2 separate regions of the Bombyx mori genome follow, and region 2 is linked to region 1. A link is a contact called in public Hi-C data. All regions are on one chromosome and are shown on one strand. Each heading gives the region's core, a stretch centred on a gene start, on an enhancer-like site or on the middle of the called end of the contact. The rest is flanking DNA. Distances are from core to core; before and after follow the strand shown. Region 1 overlaps LOC101741393. Region 2 overlaps LOC101741393.

Region 1 (2,700 bases), core at 68-2,567:
TTTTATTATTGTTTTAATATTAAATTATTATTGTCTAATTATAGTTGGATATTATAAGTTGATAAAAAATGCTATGCGATAGCTTTATCCCGCCAGTCCCGGAGTGCCACACGTGTTTTTTTTTTCATTTAAAAACGAAAAATAAAGAGAAAGTGCCACATCGTAAGCAGCTAAGTCTACGGTTTTTTGTATTATCAAGAGATCCCTGCCTCTGACTGGTGATTAGAAATGTGGATGCGTAATGAATCTTTGCCGTTTTGTTGTTTAAAACACGCCCTTCATTCAATCGCTTAAATTGGGTTTACCGCACGTTCTTCACTGAATAGAAACGAGTTTGCCGGGTTCAGTCGCTGATGTTAGATTAAAACGTCCTTTTTCGGGATTATTTTCAAGGGTTTAAAGGATTTTATTCATGGACCTAATTCGGTTGCTGTCAGACCCTTTATTTAAGATTCGAATTAACAATTTAACTCTCATGAATTCTGTATTGTCGGATAACGTGTTATAGTTTTTGGCGGATGATGTTACGTATAGTGAGACCGCATCAGCGAATCTAGATTCGCCTTCAGAAATGCTTCTAGTACACTTCACTGCATAAAGTTCTCTGCCCACATTAACAATGAAAAGTAATTGAAATTACAATACACTACTTGCAATACATTTATTATAAATATTTAGAAATAATGACGATCAGACATCTCAAATGTACTAGAGGTCCCGCAGTAGTCGAAATTCGACTATAATTAATTGGAATTGTAAGTTTGTACACTATTATGATTGTATTTTATACTTCTATAATCAGAAATTTCGCCAAGGCTACAAGGCTATATAAAAATATGAATAAAGACAAACAATATTTAATCTATTCTCAATTTGACCACAGACGTCAAGAACAAAAGTTTGACAATAAATAGTATGCATGCATGTGTGCGTCAAATGAATGGTATGTAGTGTGTGTAATGTTTTCTTTATTGATTTAATGTATCTTTTACGCATTATTTAAAAAAAAAAAAAAATTTAGCGTTGTGCACTTCTTCTCTTTGTTCTCTATAAGTGTAGAAAATTTCATACTCCTCCGTCCGCGCAATTTTCGTAAAAAGGGATACAAAGTTTTTGCTTCACGTATTAATATATAGATATACAAAAACTTTGAATACGTCCGTGTAGTTCATGTTACATAAAAAATGCATTTGCGAGACGCAGTATTGTAATCAAAAGTCTTTTGTTCTGGAGCCTATCTCGCATTCACGTTCCAGCCAATTGTTATGTCCGCATTGAGCGTTCGCAGCTCGCGAACGATAGCTTGTTCCAACAACGCACAAAGTACGCCAACGTATGGACAACTAATTGGCTAAAGTTGGACGTTGCTAACTTTGGCCGGAGCTGTTCCCTTAGTGGCCACAACTTCGTTTTTTTGTCACCGCTTATCTAAATTCGGCCAATGATCGGAGGCGCTGGCGGGACATTACAAGGAGCAAAATCTTGTCGACTTATAATGGTCACGACCCTCAGCAGTGAGGAAACGACGCGAGGAGGAGGATCTAAATTCGAAACAGCGTCGGTTCTTCTGGACAAAATAAAGGACCTCGCCTCCATTCAGCAAGTTGAGCCACAAGCTTCACAGATACTCGCCTACATTGGCCATTAGTACTTGTCTTATTGACCAACATGCGGATATCAATCGCTTTGTGTTAATTCATCTACGCCCGCATTGGCGGACGCTTGGTAAATAAATGCCATTAGATATGGCACATTGGACATATAAAAAAGTAGAGCTTTCAGCCGTTTTTTAATTAACTAAATGGAATTAGTACCTTCTGTTATGTTGCTATTATTTTGGCGCGTAATTGACATAGTTTTGTACGCTTCATGTTTTATATGGCGTGATTAGAATATTTTACGGCTTCTACACAATAATAATATGTTGTTGTTTTTATGGATTTATTTAGATGTAGATATGGATGTATTTAGATGTAGATGTAGATTGGTTTGAAAGGCGGGGCAGCCGTTGTAAGTATACTGAGACCCTAGAACTTATATCTCAAGGTGTGTGGCGCATTTACGTTATAGATGCCTATGGGCTCCAATAGCCACTTATTACCTGGTGGGCTGTGAGCTCGTTCACACATATAAGCAATAAAAAAAATATGTATATGTAAGTATATATTTAAACGTATGTAAGTATGTATTTCAGTCACTTGTGCCCGGGAATCCTAATTTGGGGCCGTGACTTGTTCCCAGTTATTATTGTTATTATTTATGATTATAATATAACATGTGTGAGTTTTTGTGTACTGGAGAATATATAAGTAATATAAAAATAGTCACGCTTCAAAACCAATACATACATATTCTAACTACATCTGCACCGATGTTGAGGCATTTTCAATTAATTAAATTCCTTTGAACGGTTCACTGCATTTTTTCGATTCGCATAACAAACGTCCTAATTAGAATTCCCAGCGGTGGGCAACGCCTGGAAACTATTTCCCGGCGCGGCGTCGTATTTTCCTCTGATAAGATCTCGACATGATTATTTATGCCGCCATTAGGGGAACTAACCCTATCGATATGCCACTTTATATGCGGTTTTTGTACAGTGATGTGGATAAGTAAAAAAAATAAAAAGGAAAAAAAAATACAATAAAATATGCATATTAACAAAAAGTCGTCTCGTTTCAACGTGGCAACAATTGGAAG
Region 2 (2,700 bases), core at 57-2,556, 56 kb before region 1:
TGAAGAAGCGAGCAACCGTATTCCGCGTGTCCAACGAGGTCATTTTCCATCCTCGCTCATGGTATGGTTGGGAGTTTCTTATTGGGGCTTAACAGAGGTAGGTACATTTTTGTGAGAAAGGTGTAAAAACGAATGCAGTCGTGTATCAAAATATAGTCCTGACGAACCTTGTGGAACCTGTTTCTCATACCATGTTCAATAACAGGCACTGGGTATTCCAACAAGATTCGGCGCCAGCTCATAGAGCGAAGAGCACACAAGACTGGCTGGCGGCGCGTGAAATCGACTTCATCCGGCACGAAGACTGGCCCTCCTCCAGTCCAGATTTGAATCCGTTAGATTACAAGATATGGTAACACTTGGAGGAAAAGGCGTGCTCAAAGCCTCATCCCAATTTGGAGTCACTCAAGACATCCTTGATTAAGGCAGCCGCCGCGATAGACGACTGGCCGCGCAGATTGAAGGCCTGTATTCAAAATCACGGAGGTCATTTTGAATAAACTTTAGTGTCATAAGAATCTATGTTTTGTTAAGTTCATTTTGGTATATGAATGGTTACATAATGAATAAACTTGTTACAATTATTTTACATTACACTTGTGACAGAATTTATGACCTGACTAGGTATAGATAGATATCGGTGAATCAGCTCACGGTCCAGTTCATGTAAGTGTCGCCACCCACCCTGAAACATGAGATTGGAGTATCCATTGACTTATAACGGTTATCCAGTCACACCTTTCGAACAGGAATCCGAGATTGCTTCGCTGTTGAAATTGGCCAGATGGTGGTACCCCCTTATGCGGGCTTACAGTGTATCTATCTACCACTAATAATTACGCAACTTTTTGCGACTTTTTAATTTTAGTTTCACGATGTTATTTCGTCATCTTGGAAATCTTTCGAAGCACATATTAAGTGTGTATTTCCGAAGACCAATCGGTACCTCCCCGCGTGATTTGAACTTTTTTTTTATAGGATTGAAGGATTACTGGTGGCCCGGAGGCCTTTCCAGTTTCACCAGGACAGGTCCGGCCTGCTCGCATCGGTCTATACGACTACACCGGGCGTCTTCACTTTTAAGCTAGGATATATTCTAAGCTAAGACTTATTGAATTACACATCTGTGTACAATCTATTTTTCGTTTATTACATAACTCGATTACGTTCACGCAACAGCGTGTGTAAAGTGGACTCCTTCCATTAAAAAGCTGCTTGCTAAAACGTGAATGCATTTACACATCTGTCCTCGAGGCGAAACCGCGCCCAACAATGCGAGACCCGGTTTTGTAAGGTTTCCCATAATTGCGCCGGCTCTTGTATTGTTAGACGAGTTATAATTCATCGACCCTCTTAGCTGTCCACCTGCTTCCTTTCAGGTTATGTCAACGCGTGTTAAGGGAAAGGTATGTACAATTTATTTGACGACGATAATGTTCTTAACACTTTACAATATATTTAGGTCAGACGTGGAAAGTTGTTAAAAAATATCAATTACCCCCTAAAAGGGACCTCATTAAACAATCTATAACAATAAGGTTTTTTTACACTCAGACCTTATGTTCGAAATACAATTCTGTCAATTAGAATAAAGTCCAGGAACAAATCAAAGAGTAAAACAGCGCTTACAAATCACACCATGTCAAACCGAATCACAAAATGTAGGAGACCTTTCCGCACTGGCTCTTATAGGCAGCGGTTGACTACCCGCAAAAAATAGTAGATTTTAAAAATCGAACAATATTGTATTCTAATCAATAATATCTTGTTTTATAATTCTTATATTGTTTTATATTTACCATTAATTGCGAATTTAACAGACGGACTGATTTGTTTTTTTTTTTATGGTAGCGGGTAGATAAGCTTCCACAACGTTAACAAAACCACTTCGATAAAGCGGCACGACATGAGAATCCTCTCATCGTAGCAGCCGGAAACTACATAGCCGATCCTGCGGACCAAATGGTCGACGTTACTCAAACACGTCAATTCGGTTCCTCCCGATGCACAAACGATGCTTTTAGGTACCCCAAGCACCGGTCATCGTTCTCGTCGAACCCGTCGCTTGCGACGAAGGGCTCGGCGAGTAAATTAACCCACAGACACCACAGGCCCACTGAGTTTCTCGCCGGATCTTCTCAGTGGGTCGCGTTTCCGATACGAGGGATAGATTCTGCGAAGCACGGTTCTTGCTAGGGTTCGTGTTAGCAACATCGTCAGGTTTGAGCCCCGTGAGCTCACGTATGAGTTAAGGTAACGCTGATATGGTCTCTCAAATCCATCAGCTTAAGTAGGAAAAAAAAGGTAACAACGTTGTTAAACTGCATAACGAATTAGAGTACATTTTTCTTTTGTCGGTTTTGAGAAATATGTTCTTCGTAAAGCGTAAAGTATCTTGAAACTTCCCTTTAAAAAGCTGGCCTATTTTGTCAAGGGTACCCTTTTTCATTTTTGACAAACGAGTCTCCAGATCGAACCTCTGTGAACGGAGGGTCCCGGGTTTTTTGATAATATCTGGTCACGGGACAAATGTGTGATGTGGCCTTCATTGTACCCTGATTACAATGATAAACTCTGTATTTTGAGTGGTATGTTACCGAACGGATGCTGTATAAAACGGTTTTTATCTATATTTCTATACTAATATTATAAAGAGGAAAGATTTGTTTGTTTGTTTGTATTGAATAGGCCCCGAAACTA

The links. A called contact is a pair of places that touch in the nucleus more often than the background predicts.
Region 2: a Hi-C map of posterior silk gland shows a contact between it and region 1, with 1.6 times the contacts expected there. The contact joins two enhancer-like sites. A contact is called at or near these places in 2 of 7 Hi-C or Micro-C datasets (posterior silk gland and whole pupa).

The regions. Positions count from the first base shown.
Region 1 is chr18:4,334,363-4,337,062 of ASM3026992v2, reverse strand. The region is part of intron 2 of LOC101741393; the gene reads left to right. Among protein-coding and RNA genes, the nearest start is that of LOC119629860, 29 kb to the right of the region's middle. Within about 2 kb of position 1,317, at least 5 of the 8 cell types and tissues checked have open chromatin away from gene starts, as enhancers often do.
Region 2 is chr18:4,390,592-4,393,291 of ASM3026992v2, reverse strand. The region is part of intron 1 of LOC101741393; the gene reads left to right. Among protein-coding and RNA genes, the nearest start is that of LOC105841974, 10 kb to the left of the region's middle. Within about 2 kb of position 1,306, at least 3 of the 8 cell types and tissues checked have open chromatin away from gene starts, as enhancers often do.